2 separate regions of the Bos taurus genome follow, and region 1 is linked to region 2. A link is a contact called in public Hi-C data. All regions are on one chromosome and are shown on one strand. Each heading gives the region's core, a stretch centred on a gene start, on an enhancer-like site or on the middle of the called end of the contact. The rest is flanking DNA. Distances are from core to core; before and after follow the strand shown.

Region 1 (4,647 bases), core at 1,132-3,631, 440 kb before region 2:
AGTCTTGATACTTCTGGTTCTTCCACGGTGTCCACCACTTTTCAGTCAAAGACATTTTGCACCACACAACTCAGTAATAGTCCTGTGCCCTCATGGGTCTCTTGGGCAATCCTAGCTTAGCTCATCGATTTTAAAGGGAACTGGAATTCCAGGAGCTCAGTGTTGACCAACCTGTCCCAAGTTGCGTAGTGCTGGGTCCCCAGTGGACTTTGGCAGAGATGTTACCGCCCCTGTGGTTGCAATCAGCTTCTGTGTGCATGTTGGGGGTGAAGTTTGCAACATGGTCACTTGAACTGATCATGGTGTTTCTGAAGCGTGGTGCCAATTTCTTCATTTAACGTTGATGTGAAAGAAGCTTCCTTTCTTTTTTTTTTTTCAAACTTTAAACTTGTTATTTTGTATTGGGGTATAGCTGATTAGCAATGTTGTGGCAGTCTCAGGTGAACAGCAAAGGGACTCAGCCATACACATACATGTATCCATTCTCCCCCAACCCCCTTCCCATCCAGGCTGGCACATACTATGGGTAGACTTCCATGTGCTATACAGTATGTCCTTGTTGATTATTCATTTTGAATACAGCAGTGTGTACATGACCTTCCCAAACTCCCTACGTAGCCATTCCCTGCCGGCAACCATAAGTTTGCTTTCTAAGTCTGTGGGTCTCTCTCTCTTTTTTAAGTCCATTTGTATCATTTCCACAAATAAGGGATTCCACACAATACTTCTCCCTCTCGGTCTGACTTAGTATGACTCAGTGTGACATTCTTTAGATCCATCCATGTTGCTGCAAATGGCATTATTTCATTCTTTTTACGGCTGGGTAATATTCCATTGTATACACATACCACATCTTTATCCATTCCTCTGTCGACGGACATTTAGGTTGAAGCTGCTTTTCTTTTCTGTGTACAGACAAATGAACATCTTCCAGAATAGTCATGTCCTGCATGTCCTGGGCTCTCCCCACCCCACTTCCTCCTGCAGTGCCCTCCTTCCTTGGCTTGCCCTCCATCCTTGCCCTCTTTTTCTTGCTTCCTGCTTCTCACCGAGCATAATCCCCCTACTTGATAAACAAGAGGCAACTCCGGAGGTTATCTATATTTCAGATTTTTTTGATGTCTTTTTTAAAGTCTTTATTGTTGTTACAATATTGTTTCTCTTTTACATTTTGGTTTTTTTTTTTTGGCTGAGAGGGATATAGGATCTTAGCTCCCTGACCAGGAAACTGAACCCTTACCCTCTGCGTTGAAAGGTGAAGTCTTAACCACTGGACTTCCAGGGAAGTCCCAGAGGTTACTGGCATTTTAAATGAGTGATTCATGAACAACTAAGCTTTCAAAACCCAAAGAAATGATCTGCCATTGCTTGAATGGAGCCAAGGGTTTCTATCTGGACTGGTTGAGCACACAGGTCTACTTTGCTTACTCAAATATCCAAGCTGGGGATTGGTGGTCCAGTGGTTAAGATGCAGGGGACCTGGGTTTGATCCCTGGTCTGGAAGGATCCCACAGGCTGCAGGGCAACTAAGCCTGTGCACCACAACTTCTGACAACCACTGAGCTGGTGCTCCAGACTCTGCGCTCTGCAACAGGAGAAGCTGCCTCAATGAGAAGCCTGCAAACCAAAACCAAGAGCAGCCCTTGCTCACTGCAACTAGAGAAAGCCTGCACACAGCAGCAAAGATGAATAAATAAATAACCTTAAAGAACCCCCAAATACCCAAGACTGTGGCCAGTCTCCCTCGAAGCCAAGTGGCACCACCTTCCTTGGTGTGTGTCTTGCGTGATGCAGGTGACTTTTCCAGCCATGGCTTTGACACCACTCAGGCTACTTATCACGTATCTTGCTGCAAGCGGAGGCTGACTTGGGTCTTGGTGCCATCTCTCTGCCACTTCCCCCTAGACCCAGAGCTATATTTATTAGCTAGCAGATTAAAAAAAAAAAAAAAGATAGCCCTTTACGTTTTTAGGGCTTCCCCAGTGGCTCAGTGGTAAAGAATCTGCCTCCAAAGCAGGAAATGCAGGTTTGATCTCTAGGTCGGGAAGATCCCCTGGAGGAGGGCATGTCAACTCACTCCAGCATTCTTGCCTGGAGAATCCCGTGGACAGAATCCTGGTGGGCTACGGTCCATGGGGTCTCAAAGAGTCAGACGTGCCTGAACAACTGAGCACAGAATATACTTTTAAACCCACATCCTCTCCTCCTAGGCTTCAATTTCATAAATGTCGGTTCTTCCAGAGAACTGAACAGGGCCCGCAATCCTGCATGTGCTTTTCAATAATCCCATGACTAGTCAGTGAGGATGGAGCAGTGACCCCGAGATAGAAGACTTCATTTGGCATGACTCATCCTTGGAGACATCCAGCTCTCCTGGCGTGTGTTGGTAAGTGCCTGGTTCTATAAATATTGACAGTTAGAAACCATCCTGAGAGCTGCAAAGCTATGACCTTACTTCGTAGGAAGGTCATGTATGTGAACATGCCCTGTGATTAGGCAACACTCGTTATTTGCTCCGATTTAGTCACTGATAAATATCACGGCACTCTCTCTCTTCCTAATAGTGGCTCCTCTGCTGATGTGTGACTCAGAGTTGATATATTATGGGGTCTGATTCAGCAAGGAAAGTTTGGTCTGCCACAGCAGAGAACAACATCCAAGGCCACTTCGGTTTCCAGGATACTGGTTTCCTAACAAGTGTGGCATTGCCAAGAAGGAAAAGCTCAAAAGGAGTCTCCATATTTGAGAAACTGAAGCGGGTGTGGAGGGATAAAGAGCAGAAGAGTGCTTTTAAAAAAATAAAATTTATTTATTTTAAAAAGTATTTTGGCTCAACTCAAGGCATGTGGGATCTTAGTTCCCCCACCAGGGATCGAACCTGTGCCCCCTGTACTGGAAGCTCAGCGTCTCAACCACTGGACCAGGAGGGAAGTCCCCAGAAGGGTGCTTTTCATCATTGTGAGCCTGTGTGTTAAAAAATGCTTGTCCCTCAGGCACATTTCCAGTGTATTTCACCCACTGGCTCCCCAGGAGGTGACCTCTCTATTCAAGCCAACCCTTTCAGGCTTGTGAGCACTTCCCTCAGAGAAGGGGTGAGGATACCCATGCAGAAACTGGATTTACTTCTTGCTCTCCGTTTCTAATGACTTAAAATTAATGGATCATTACCGATGTTTTCTGAGGGCTTTGGTTGTTTGGTTTCTGAAGTTTTATTCCTGTGAAGGAATTTCCCATTTGAATGCAGTTCAGTTCTTTTGAATGGCCCTTGTTTATTTCCGACATTTTTTCAGGGCCTGTCCTGCCAAAGCGGAGATGAGCTTTTCAATAGGTGGGATTTGAACATGGGCTTTTGGCAGACCAGTATGCGGGCTAAAAGTGTGGCCCTTGGCCAAGGGCACGTGCACGCACACATGCACACACACACACGTGCAAGGCTGCAGCCCTCTGCGTAATCACTTGGCACTCTGTATTGTCTTTTAAAGAGAGCAGAGCTCGGCTTGTGCTAACTGCATCAAGAGGCGGCACAGCCCTGTGAAGGGAGCATGCTTCAGGGCTGGCACTGAAGCGCGGATTACCTCGGTGTTAGCTATCTCTTTACCGCTGACTGTGTGACTCTGGGCAAGCGTCTTAACTTCTCTAAGCCTCAGAATCCTTATTTGTAAAATGAGGATCCCAATATCTACCCAACTCGCAGGCCTAGTGTGAGTCGAGATGAGATAATGCATGGAACACACCTGGTTCATAAAAACTGCTTTGTCCGCAGTGGCTATATTATTGTCTTTAGCACCAAGCCAATGTGAAAACTGCTGCTGCTGACAATCTGGGATTGTTCTGGATTCAAGTTATGAAGTGCTTACTCTGAGTCTGAAGTTTTATATGCATGGGCTCAGCCCCTCAAGGAGGTATTACTAGCTTCACTTTACAGAAGAGGAGCTTGAGGCTCAGGAGTGAGTACCGCTTGCTGGAATTGGAGCCAGGCATCTCTGGCTGTGGGGCTTCCTAGGTGGAGCGAGTGGTAAAGAGCCTGCCTGCTAATTCAGGAGACATGACATGCGGGTTCAATCCCTGGGTCGGGAAGATCCCCCGGCAGAGGGCACAGCAACCCACTCCAGTATTCTTGCCTGGAGAATCCCACAGACAGAGGAGCCTGGCAGGTTACGGTCCACAGGATCGCAAAGACTCGGACGCGACTAAAACAATGTAGCGTGCATGCATGCGTGTCTGGCTGCGGGGAGCCTGCACTGATGGTGAGATGTGCCATCTTTTCAGGGACACTGGAGGTCATGAGTGTGTGTTTGTGTGTGTGGGTGTGTGTATTTAGCAGAGGCTGGCAACTTGCCGTGTCAGGAGGACACTAGGGCACCTGCTTCATCTTTGCCCCATTACATGAGCACAGATCGGTCTGTGTGCTGTCAGCCAAACAGCTCTGCAAAGCCCTTGCTTAACCACCTGGCAGTGGCTGAGCGTTCTGTCCTTTTGTCCAGGTTGATCCCACACCTGCTGAGTTATGACGCAGTGTTCCAGAACCTGTTGTTAGTCCCAATTTTTAATGGAATGTCAACGGGTGGGTGACAGGCATCCTAGCCTTTGGCTGGGGGTGGGTGGTGGTGGGTTCTAGGATGCTGGAGGAGATGGAAAGTCAGAGTG
Region 2 (4,309 bases), core at 190-2,689:
ATTATTATTAAAAAACAACTCTATCTCCATTGGTGCTCATCCTTCCCTTTCACCCCACCCCCATTTTTATTATTATTTAGACTCTGAAAGTCTTGGAATGAGGGAAGCTTTTGCTGTTGGTCTTCTGTGTAAGATTTCACATCAGTTCCTTCCATCTAAGTATGACCTAGAAAATAAAGAAGAATGTGCATAATTGAACTGAGCTTTTAAAATGGGTTCTTCTTTATCACTCTTGGACAGTTAAAATTGCCGTGCCTGAGAAAGAGAAAATGCAAAAGTGGCCCCTTAGCCCATTATAGAGGACACTTGACATAAGCATTCAATCCAAGGCTGATTAAAATTTGCATAATTCATCTTATTATTTATTCTAAAATAATTGAAAAGCAGTGGTCTTGAAGATAGAATTTTTCAAAAGCAGTATTTTACGCAGAGGTTTTAAAAGGAATCAGCCCATTTATTCGATAATGAAAAAAATCATTATTTTCACATTCCCACCTAATGTCTTCTGTTTTCTTCCATCTTCATTTAGCTCAGCTGGGAATTAGGCATATTCCTTAGTTATGCTTTAAAAAAACTAATAGTATGAAATAATAGTATCTTTTGTCGACAACTGGCCTTATTCTATGGAAAGACACCTGAATGCATTTTTAGGTGCTGCTTAGCTTTGTGTTGGTCTTTCCTTCCTTTGCCTCCCTCGTTTTTGACACAATGTATAGGTTTTCAGCACACCAGAATCTGGGGTTCTGTCTCACTCTCTGTATACATATTTTTTCCTTTACTATCTTCTATAAAAGGAGCTTGCTATTGATTGCAGCTGACTGAGCCGCTTGAGTTGATATCCAAGCAACGCTAACCCAGAGAGGGATTAGCATTACATCAGCCGCCCGGCGAGGGAGCCTGGCAGCCGGCCCGCCTGTAAAAACGGAACGCGTTTGCGTCACTGATCCCTTGGTAATGCTTCTTGGAGCCTTGTCAGCTGTCCCCTGAGGTTGTTTCCTTAATATGTCAACAGACATTCCTGAATCTTTCATGCCGAATGGTTCTTTTCCTTTTCCAAAAACACTTAGATGACCCAGCAGCTGGTGCCTCCTGTTGCTGGAATCTTTCAAAATGTAATTTTTTTTTCATGAAATAGGTGTTTTTGTTCCGTTCCAAACATTCGAGGGGGATTTAGGAAGGTTTCGATTTCTGCTTCTCCACGTTAGAGAACCTATTTTTGAAGAAACAGGGCAGCCAGTTTAGGGCAGAGAGCTGTTTCTCTGCTTTTATCATCCCTGGGAAAAGCCTTTATTCCCTCACCAGCTTATCCAAACCCTCCAATTACCCTGTGACCTTGTGACCTTTCATAGAGCAAAATGGCTGGTTGAAAGACCCAGCTGAAATTTGCCTCCATTTGTGATTTGCTCTCTGATCTTGCTTTAAGAAAGTCAGCCAGACCTTGTGGGCAGTGACCTTGAGCAGCCCCTGCATGCTGAGAGCCACAGATAAGAAAGATGTGTCAACCACTGCCCACGTGATACCTATTTCCTCATTTTCCCCACGTCATTATTTGCTGATCTGGTAACTTGATCTCCACTTTCATCCTGGAATATTTTACTTTGAAGAATACCATAGCCAAGACCCTGGTGCTGGAAAAGATTGAAGGCAAGAGGAAAAGGGGGCAACAGAGGGTGAGATAGTTGGATGTCATTACCGACTCAATGAACATGAGTTTGAGCAAGCTCCAGGAGCTAATGAAGGACAGGGAAGCCTGGCATGTTGCAGTCCATGGGTTTGCGAAGAGTCAGACACAACTGAGCGACTGAACAACAACAACAAATAGCCAAGTGGATAAGAGAGCCTCCAGCTAACACCCCTGCCTTCTCTCTTTCTGAAAAGTGAGCAGAGCTCCTTGAAGTTCAAGGAGCTTCCCCTGCACAATAACCCTCCAGATTGTTATGCAGTGGCTATAGCAGTTAATCACGGTCAATAGTTGGAACATCGTAAATTTGGAGAGAAGTCATTTGGTTGGTGGGGAGGGGCATTGTTATTAAGTTCACTTAATCATGAGTGACGATGTTGGAGGATTTGGGGGAAAAGCCACTTCCGCTTGTGTGAGCATCAGTCTCCACCGTGGAGGGGCGCCTTTCATCACCAGCTCCCGGGGAGGTCGTAGGTCTGGTCCTCTGGAAATGCACTGAGAGCCCTGAGAGTTTTGTGGCTCTGAAATCTGCCTCTGAGCAGGGCTGTGGAGGATGCCACTTCCTCCTGCCAGTGGATGGAACAATCCCCCTTCTGTTCTATAATCCCTGTGCCCTTGGTGCACAGCCTCCTGGGAACTCGGCCATCATCCCCACTGAAGAAGGTCCCCTGGTTCACAGGAAAAGAATGGAAATGGGGCTGCCCAGGAGGGGAGACATTTAGAATCACTGGGTCTTAGCACTGAAAGGAATTTTTAGAGACTGAGTGAAACCCAAGCTCCTCATTCATTTTGAGAATGAGAAATACGAAATCCAGAGAAGTTGAATGACTCTGCTGGTACAGCCAAGTTGGTGTCAGGGCTAAGAACTGGTCTCACTGCCCAGGTCTGTGTCTTTCTCAGCATGACTGCCTGCTCTCCTCCGGGGTCAGTCCAGGGGTTAGACCATGGTCCTCTTTGCCAAGTGCAGTGCCCTGTCCAGTGGAATGTGAAGCCCAAGGACCATTGAGGCTATGGGCAGTGTGGATGTGAGCAGTAAGGATGAAATTCAACTCCGGGTGGGGTCGGGGCGGGGGTCATCTGCACCCACATCTCTCTCCTCCTTGCTTCACTGGGTACCCACAGAAGAGCTCTCTGGTCTGCACTCCACTTGGATCAGCAGGAGCCCATGGTCCCCAGACTGCACTTGTCCCCTGGTAGGACTGGAAAGGCAGCAAGGGAGCCCAGCAGTCACCACAGGGCCAGAGACAGAGAACCTGGGTGGTGCTGAGACCGCCTTGAACTAGACTCTCACTCTCTTTCCCTTGAGAGCCAAGCGGGAAAATAGCATAACTGTGTATAAGGCAGTGGAAAAAAGATGTGTTAACCCTCACCCAGAGCTTGTACATCCAGAATCAGTTTTCTCATCCTTTTCTTCCCTTTTGCCAAACTCCATACATCCCCCATGGGCTGAGATGCTGTGAAGCTGGCCAAGCCTGGTGGCTACAATTCAGAGCAAAGATTTTGAGGTCCAACCTCCTGAGTATCCACCTAGCCTCTGCCACTTGAGCGCTGTGTGATTTCGAGCAGGATTTTATTTTCTGGAAGCCTCAGTTTCCTCATCTGGAAAATGGACACCATGCCAGTTAGTTTAAGAAATACCCTAAGGCTTAAATAAGAGGAAGTTTGCAGTGGATTTGGCTAAGTGCCTGGCATGAAAGTGATGGGTACACCTCAACTGCTGTTGCTGTTAGCACATAGAGAACTTCACCAGACAGAATTCATAAGAGAATTTACTTTATTGTTTTTTAAAGCGTTCTCTTCGATGTGGACCATTTGTAAAGTCTTTATTGAATTTGTTGCAATGTTGTTTCTGTTTTTATGTTTTGTTTTCTTGGCTAAGAGGCATGTGGGATCTCAGCTGCTGTGACTAGGAATTGAACCTGCCCCCACTGCAATGGGAGGTGAAATCTTAACCACTGGATCACCAGGGAAGTCCCAGGAGAAAATTTAGAAGGACAGATCTTTGCAGTTAGCAAGTGAGACTGCATCAGTCATCAACATCTGGTCTTGGTGAAAAGGAAGGGCAGCTGCAGACAAGGAGACCGACTGGTGGAAACAATACAGATAACCTGCACCTTGCTGCTGCTGCTGCTGCTAAGTCACTTCAGTCGTGTCCAACTCTGTGCGACCCCATAGACAGCAGCCCACCAGGCTCCTCTGTCCCTTGGATTCTCCAGGCAAGAACACTGGAGTGGGTTGCCATTTCCTTCTCCAATGCATGAAAGTGAAAAGTGAAAGTGAAGTCGCTCAGTCGTGTCCGACTCTTAGTGACCCCATGGACTGAAGCCTACCAGGCTCCTCCATCCATGGGACTTTCCAGGCAAGAGTACTGGAGTGGGTGCCATTGCCTTCTCCGGACCTACACCTTGATGGGGCTACATATCAACATTGATCCCTTATAGAGGGTGGAGCCAGCCTGTCCTAGCTGGGGAACCCCAAATTCTGCTTTCAGTGACCTACAGCCCTAGCTGGGGGCACCTAGGTCTAGCAAGCAGTCCAACCATAGGGCATGACTGCAGGGAAAAGAGAGAAGCAGCACAAAAGAATGGGGGACTTCCCTGGTGATCCAATGGTTCGAATCCACCTTCC

Evidence for each region. A called contact is a pair of places that touch in the nucleus more often than the background predicts.
Region 1: a Hi-C map of liver shows a contact between it and region 2, with 3 times the contacts expected there. The contact joins two enhancer-like sites. A contact is called at or near these places in 2 of 11 Hi-C or Micro-C datasets (liver and skeletal muscle).

What each region holds. Positions count from the first base shown.
Region 1 is chr28:7,753,270-7,757,916 of ARS-UCD2.0, reverse strand. LOC132344120 (a long non-coding RNA gene) reads right to left here. Exons shown (of 3, transcript XR_009493234.1): 2 at 1-4,647. Among named protein-coding and RNA genes, the nearest start is that of MIR2402, 81 kb to the left of the region's middle. Within about 2 kb of position 2,381, at least 18 of the 102 cell types and tissues checked have an H3K27ac peak or open chromatin away from gene starts, as enhancers often do. A contact at or near this core is called in liver and skeletal muscle, where this site is marked.
Region 2 is chr28:7,310,576-7,314,884 of ARS-UCD2.0, reverse strand. No RefSeq gene overlaps it. Among named protein-coding and RNA genes, the nearest start is that of TARBP1, 43 kb to the right of the region's middle. Within about 2 kb of position 1,439, at least 51 of the 102 cell types and tissues checked have an H3K27ac peak or open chromatin away from gene starts, as enhancers often do. A contact at or near this core is called in liver and skeletal muscle, where this site is marked.